2 separate regions of the Mus musculus genome follow, and region 2 is linked to region 1. A link is a contact called in public HiChIP or PLAC-seq data. All regions are on one chromosome and are shown on one strand. The core of a region is the stretch at or near the end of the contact, and the rest is flanking DNA. Distances in the headings are between cores, read along the strand shown. Region 1 has its middle 11 kb from the start of Gm35995. Region 2 holds the start of 4732419C18Rik (RIKEN cDNA 4732419C18 gene).

Evidence for each region. HiChIP or PLAC-seq counts read pairs in DNA pulled down with a chosen protein or histone mark.
Region 2: an HNF4G HiChIP or PLAC-seq map of pancreatic cancer cells shows a contact between it and region 1. The contact joins the promoter of 4732419C18Rik here to the enhancer-like site in region 1. A contact is called at or near these places in 1 of 15 datasets of contacts at CTCF or cohesin (the NIH/3T3 cell line), 6 of 484 Hi-C or Micro-C datasets (the G1E-ER4 cell line, the N1E-115 cell line, bone marrow-derived macrophages and 2 more), 15 of 115 datasets of contacts at active chromatin or transcription factors (embryonic basal ganglia, embryonic fibroblasts, embryonic forebrain and 7 more) and 1 of 9 other capture datasets (embryonic stem cells).

Annotation. Positions count from the first base shown.
Region 1 is chr8:123,683,094-123,687,000 of GRCm38.p6, reverse strand. No RefSeq gene overlaps it. Among named protein-coding and RNA genes, the nearest start is that of Gm35995, 11 kb to the left of the region's middle. Within about 2 kb of position 2,035, at least 26 of the 459 cell types and tissues checked have an H3K27ac peak or open chromatin away from gene starts, as enhancers often do. A contact at or near this core is called in the N1E-115 cell line, intestinal villus epithelium and pancreatic cancer cells, where this site is marked.
Region 2 is chr8:123,751,713-123,755,491 of GRCm38.p6, reverse strand. It overlaps 4732419C18Rik (RIKEN cDNA 4732419C18 gene), which reads left to right and starts at 1,264. Exons shown (of 3, transcript NR_166622.1): 1 at 1,264-1,434.

The DNA of each region.
Region 1 (3,907 bases), core at 786-3,285:
ATTCAAAACTGTATACAGTTCATCATGACTCCACCCAGAACCTGCTTTCACGTGCCAGGTCTGACTCCCTTCTCTCCCATCTCTGTCCTGTCTCACCTTCTACCACACAATGCAGTTGTGCCCATGGTATATTTAGGAAATTATTATGCAAAGAGAATCACACAGTAGGTATCTTCTCGGCCTGGATTATTTTGTTCCACATTATGTTTTAATAAGAGCAATCCACATTGCTAATATCTATCATTCAAATCCTTTTTAAATTTGCCAGTGTGTGTGTGCGCGCGTGCATGTGCATATGTGTGTGTGTGTATGTACATGTGTGAGTGTGTGAGTGTGTATATGTGTGTGAGTGTGTATGCATGTATGTGTGAGTGTGTGTGTGTATGTGTGTATGAATGTGTGTGTGAGTGTGTGTGTACATTGTGTGCATGTGTGTGTATGTGTGAGTGTGTGTGTATGTGTGTGAGTCTATGTGTGTGTACATGTGTGAGTGTGTATGTGTGAGTGTATGCATGTATGTGTGAGTGTGTGTGTGTGAATGTATATGTGTGTATGTGTGAGTGTGTGTGTGCATACATGTGTGAGTGTGTGTATGTGTGTGAGTGTGTATGCATGTATGTGTGTGTGCGTGTGTGTATGTGTATGAGTGTGTTTATGTGTGTGTACGTGTATGAGTGTGTGTATGTGTGTGTACATGTGTATGTGTGAGTGTGTGCATGTGTGTGTACATGTGTGTGTGCATGTGTGTGTATGTGTGTATATGTGTGAGTGTGTGAGTGTGTGTATGTGTGTGTGTGTGTGTGTGTGTGTGTGTAGAGCAGAGGACGACTTTCAGGATTCAGGTCTTGTCCACTATGTGAGTTCTGATCAAACTCAGGTTGTCAGGCTCTGTAGCAGGCACCTTTGCCTGCTGACCTCTCCCACCGGCCCTTATTTCAAATGTTTTATAAAGCAGTAATCAAATTAAGTTTCAGCACATAATTCATATGCCTACTAGAGCAATTATTTCTTCCATTTGTCTTACAGCTACCAGCAGGGGCAAAGAATGGCTTGCATTTTAAATGTAGTTGTATAATGGCTCTGAAAATCTTGCCTTTATGCAAAACAAATGTCAGGGGAACGGGCTCATCCATCCATTGCGTCCTGTTGGATTCCCCAGACCCCTGATGGTTTTGTCTGAAGGCTCAGCTCTTAGAAGTCCTGGGAGCCTCCCACAAGGAAATGTCCTTGCTTATCCTCAAACAGCCTGGCAATGATGACATGGTCTAGTCAGGGTGAGACCTGTCAGGGCCATGTGGCCTCTCTAGAGAAACAGAAGCTGAAGCCAATGGGTGGGAACGGTCCATTTTAATGGCGGGCGCTAGTCTGTGTCTGCTATAATCTCCAGGCCACTAAAACTAATGGGAGCTGTATTTAGATAATGAAATAGCCTGTGGCCAGATCAAACAGCAATGAAATTCATTAACTTCTCATCTAAAGAGGAGGAACAGCAAATTGAATTGCATATGCTAATGTTTTCAGAAGCAAAGCAGAATCAAACTGCAGGGGAAATGAGGTGTTTGAGATTTACCAGCCGAATGCCCATCTTCTTGTCACCTTCACATCCCACTCTGAGCCTGACCGTTGTGCTCAGTCGCAAGGGATCCCACAGATACTATAAAAAAAACCTTCATTGGGGAGTGAGGTGCTAGATCAGCCATGGTTGGCTCTCAGTCGCTCACGGGGGGGGGGGGGGGGGGAACGACGACAAAAAAAACAAAAAAAAACCCCAATGTCTTCCCACAGAGGAGGCTGCTGGATGAGTTTGTGGGCCTAACTTGAAGATGCCGTGTTTAGGTAACAGGGAGAATCGAGGAAGGACGTTTCCCAGCCTAGTCACCGGTTATCCAGGCACCCCCTATCTTTCACCAAGTGCCTACATCCTTGTGGTAAAGAACCCAACCCAGTAACTTTCCCTATGAAACCCAAACCCCAGCCAAGGCCACACTGGAGGCCAGGGGAGGGGCAGGATCCAATGAAGGGGACAGGCAGTCTCCGCGCCACTGGCCACACTGAGTCAGTCACTGTAAACATCACACACATTGCACAGGGTGGCACAGAGCCTAGCTGCCAGTTCTTTGAAGGCAGAAATGGTCAGAGAGCCACAGACTGAAGAAAGGAACACAGGCAGCGAACAACTCAAGAGAGGATCAAACAAGAGGAAAGAACCTACTGAACACTCGCCCCTGAGGTCTGTAGAGGGCTAAGGAAGAACGTCGGCTACTGTGCTGGAGCTCAGAGGTCACTCCTATCTGCCATTCATCTTGGCAGGTCTTGCTTCGTTCCAGGGAGCTCACGGTAACAAGAACACCACAGACTCTTTCAGATTCTGGTTCCTGACCCTTGAACACTATATAAATCACCCTCCGAGACGGAGCCAGCCTGTGCTGCTCTGCCACAGTGCAGCCTCTCAGTTGGCAAAGCTGGGTTCCTTACTGAACACACCATGTCACCCACTGAGTCTACCAAGAGTCCTGGCTCAAGTCTCAGCCCTACTGTGAGTGCCCCTAAGGACAGGGTCTAGTCTTGGATATACTCAGTTTGCCCTCACCCCTTGCTTCTATCAAGATGTAGTGGCCTTTTATAGCACACCCCAGATGTAATCTCTCTCCAGGGTAGACTTGGTAGGAATACAATTCATAAGAAGAGTTTTTACACTTTAGGATGATCCAGGCACTGGGCTGGGCTGAGAGTAAGCGGTGTGTTAAGAGCACTGACTGCTCTTCCAGAGGTCCTGAGTTCGATTCCCAGCAACCACATGGTCACTTTCAACTATCTGTCATGAGATCTGATGCCCTCTTCTGGTAAGATAGCTACATAGATAGCTACATAGATAGATAGATAGATAGATAGATAGATAGATAGATAGATAGATAGATAGATAGATAGATAGATAAACAAATACATACATAGATACATAGATAGCAGTTCAAATCCTAGTCCGGGAGGACCACAAAGGAGCCTAGAGGAAGCCCCTGGGCTCTGGAGCAAAGCAGTAAGGTGGGCTGACAAATGCTGGGCTCCTGCACCCCACTCCCTCAAGGTGTAGGTGTGCTGGAGCTAGGGGTGGCACTGGGCTGAGAAGGGAGCTCAGCTACCCCCTTGCTTTGTCTTCCCTCTAACTTTAGTTGATGAACATTCTCTGTGCCTGGTCCCTCCTAGCTCCGCTCTGTTCACCTGTGAAACACAGGCCTGATTTCGTTTGTCAGGCTGTGTTAAGACTGAGCGGACTAGCCTCCTAGGGACAAGAAGCTCTGAGTCCATGGGATCCTTCTGTGAGCGGAAATACTACGATCTTTTTCCTTCTTGATTTAAATAAAATTCTTATGTTTAAAAACTCTCCAGAAAGCAGCAAAGAGAGAGAGCGCACACAGCCTCTGGAACTCCCCCACCCCCACTACCCTAAATGTTAATATTTTACAACATCAGGCCACATGTTCAAAGTCAACAACAGCTTGGGTATGTCACTGCTGAAGGAGTCCACAGAGCATTGGCCTTCACTAGCTCCCTATGTCTTTCTTACATTTCAGGGTCCCCATTACCTTCACTTCCTAGGGTCTGTGACCATTTCTCAGACTTGCCGCGTTTGCTTTTGCGGGGGTGATCTTGACAGTTTTGAGGGATCCTGGGAAGACGTTTTAAAAATGTGCTTCAACTGGGCTTTTCCTATTTTTCTTGGGGACAGACTAGGACATAGACTTGGGGAAGACCACTGAGTCAAGCACCCTCTCATCCTATACAGCTTGCTCCTAACTGACTCAGAGGAAAGCAGCCTTGGCTAGTTAGTGGCTGTGAGGAGCTTTCAGGCGTCTCCCTCCCCCCCCCCCGCCCCCGCCCCCCGCCCCCCGCCCCCCGCCCCCGTAGCTGC
Region 2 (3,779 bases), core at 15-2,514, 69 kb before region 1:
GCTCTTAACCGCTGAGCTATCTCGCCAGCCCAACATGCCAGTTTGGATAAACATACCAAGGGGTTCATTCCAGGGTTCCTGTGGGAAAGGCTCTGAAACTTTGATCCGTGTCTCAGAACAAAAGGAGTCATGCAGAAGGTAAAGAGCTGCAGCAAGATCTATGGCAGAGGGCTGTCTCAAATGCTCATGGCCCTCCTGTGGCTAGACTCCATCGGGGAGCAAAGAGCAACCAGAACCTGTCCTTCAACCTCAGGAGCCACCACCTGCTGCTTCTTACAGTCCTCTTGGAGTGTAGATTATCTTTCTCAGCCCCCTCAGCCCACAAAGAACAGACCTACAGTAGGGGAGCACCTGACCTCTGAGTCACACACAGACTTAGAAAGACTCGGCTGGTTTCCCTGCCCCACTTTGTCTTTGGGGCTGGTGGAGGAGACCTGGGCCCCGGTCATGGTGATTCATTTTGAGCTCCTTACCGGGCAGAGTGGCTCTCACAGTGACACAGGCTACAGGGTTGGCTTGGGATGGGCTGCAGTAGAAGGCCCTGCAGCATCTCTTCCTCGTCCCGTGGTGACTTACTCTACTAAAATCTTCTCTGAGGGCAGGGCCCGACCTAATTGTAAGTTGTCATGGAAGCATGTCAAGAGGAAGAGGAACAATGATCTGGTCCAGGCAGATGTGATGCTGAGGGAGTCACTGACATCACAGCCAAGGACCCCAGAGGGCTGAAAGCCTCGGGCACACTCAGCTGTGTCTCACTCCGTGGGAAACATTCCGCCCAGAGAAGAGGGTGTGGCCTCAGGTCCCCAGAAGCCCTTACCTGTCTGTCAACAGCGTCTCATCATCATATCCTCTGTGGGGTGTTTCTCATTCATTCATTCATTCATTCATTCATTCATTCATTCATTCTTCAGCAAATGATTGCTGAGAGCCTACCGTGTGGTGGCTGTTTTGCTCCGAGAGTAGACACACCGTCTGTGGTGGATTTGTATTGACGGACACTGTGGTAAACTGAGGCTGCACAGGAAGCCAGGTGAGGAATCCTTTTCGGGAGCTGACGCATACACTGGTCTGCACTTGATACAGATCTACACAAGAGATGGCGCGAGCAAAACGCCTTGGGGAGGTGAGAGTCTCGGTGAGGTTGGAGGACTGACCCGGAAGCTGTGTGTCAAGAGGGTGAAGGGCAGAGGGCGGCTACACAGGCCTGAGCTGCGGCTCGGTCTTTAACCACAGTGTGAAATCACTGGTGGATTAGGAACAGGAGAGAGGCTGATTTGCATATTAAAAAGATTGCCCAGCTGCTGGGTGAAGACTGCCTTTTAAAGGCGCAAAAAATAGAAATAGGAAGACCAGCTAGGGAGGGAGCGGCTCAGCAACGCAGACAGGAAATAATCACTGTTATTATCTGCAGTCCTCCAGAGGAGCTCACAGCAGGTAGGAACGCCGCGTGCTCGTTTGCGGAGTGAATTTTCGGAGTGAAAGGTACAAAAGCCTTTTCTGCCGTTCTGTCTTTGAAACTTCAGAGCAGCGCTGGGATGGATTAGGGTCGTGTTCTTGGGCTAAAATGAGTCTCCAAGGCACTGGTCCTAGGTAAGGTAAGGCTCTGTTGGGAGCTGAGAGCTTGCTTTTACTCTAGGCCTCCTGACCTATCTGGGCTCTGTCCATTCCTGGAACCCCCCTAGGCAAAGTTTCCCAGGCCAGAAGGAAAGAGTGCAGTGACAGAACTAGGTAGTCAAGGCCCAGAGTCCTGCTGACCAGAGCCTAGGTGCTAAGTTCTCCTGGTGCTATGCCTGTGTATGGAGAACACAGTATGATGTGGTCTGGCTTCCAAGAGCCTAAAATCTAACCAGAAACAAATGGGAGCCTCAATAAATAATTTAAGAACGTCTTGAAAATTAAAAGGCACACACACAAATAACTCTAGGAGGAAGCCAGGGTTTTTCCTCGGGACAAATGGGCCTGAATACTATTTTGAAGGCTGTGTTTTCACTTGGACCTTGATGGTCCCTGGGGCAGTTGCTGGCCTGCTAACAAGGTCACCCATATCATTTGATCCACGCTATACTGAAGCAGTCCTTACCCGCTGCCCGGCAAAGTCCTTCCATACTTAGTGTCTAATACAATGGCTGCTTTGTTGACCCCATGAGTTCTGTGCCTCAGGAATTTGGAAGGTCGGGAGTGGGGATGGCTGGGCTCTGACTCAGCATCAGCATGTGAAGCCTCAGTTTTGAATGCCACTGGCTAGGTGCCAGGACCCGAGACCCTCTGACAACTACATGCCAGGCGATCAGGCTGGGGAGATGCCAAGGCTGAGCTGAACCAGCTGCTCTTCAGTGTGTTTCTGTGGGGTCTCTCCATGGCCTGGGGTCGCCTCACAGCATCGGAGCTCCAGGAAGTTTTGCCTCAACCACATGAATCAGAGCTACTGAGACAGCAGAAGCCACTTGGCTTTTAGGTCCCACCTGAAGGCATCTCTACCTGTCGCTGCTGCAGCACAGCATAGCACAGTACACACTGGTGTGTGTGCACCCACATCAGGTGGCTTCCAGGGCCCTGCCACACACTGGAAGGAACGTCAGTGTTCACAGTCTAGTGAAAACCATGGGAAGGTTTAATGAAACCAGGAAATAAAACCTATGTTGGATGAGATGGCTCAGCGGTTAAGAGCACTGACTGCTCTTCCGAAGGTCCTGAGTTCGAATCCCAGCAACCACATGGTGGCTCACAATCATCCGTAATGAGATCTGACGCCCTCTTCTGGTGTGTCTGAAGACAGCTACAGTGTACTTGCATATAATAAATAAATAAATCTTAAAAAAAAAAAAGAAAAAAGAAAAAAGGCTCGTGTTGGATAGTTTATAGCTCTAAACCAGGGCCAGCAGCAATGTCTTTTGACAAGAAATGAATTTGAGCACAGAATTGTGCTGTGACATAATCAATAAAATGTTAATTGTTTAGCCCAGGGACCAGAGCACAGAAGTATTTGCTATTACTTGGAGGGGACAATGTGAGCAAGGCTGTTGTGAAGACAAAGGATGACAGCAGTCGAGATGCCTGACCAAAGAGCATCTGCGCAGATGTTTTCCGGAAGGTTCATCTTGGTCAGGTTTCAAAGGAGGAAAGGAAAATATTTACTTTGCATGATACTGCTTTTAAATGGATCTCTTCTTATCAAGGCAAGCCCATCAAGCCTTATGTTCGGAAGTACTTAGTGAGAACTAATAGTCACTATGTGCTTGAGATAAAAATAGAAAGAGGGCGGGGAGGGAGAGAGAGAGAGAAAAGGAGGGAGTGGGGGAAGAGAGAGAGAACTCTGGAGGAAGTGCCCATGGGAGAAATACCCAGGAGAGTGCGCCTTGGTGTCAGTGTTCCTGTGGTCTCCAAGGCTATCCACCTTCACAACTGACAGCAAGTTTCAGAATGGGTGACAAAAGGAGTAAATTCCTCTCAGAGGGAAGACATGATGCACGTTCGTGTGTGTGCATGCATGTGGTGTTTGCGTGCATGTGTGTGCACACGTATGCATTTATTTCACGTGTGTACCTGCCTTAGGTTTCTAGTGCTGTGATAAAACACTGACCAAAATCAACTTGTGGAGGAAAGGATTTATTCATTCGGCGTACATGTCCCACCCAGGGCATAGTCCATCAGGAGATGCCAAGTCAAGAAGCACCTGGCGAGAAGGAAAGCACAGCCATGTAGGATGCTGCTTGCTGGCTTGCTTAGCTTCCTCACATCCCCCAGGACTCCTGCCGGGGGGGGGGGGGGTGGCACACCCA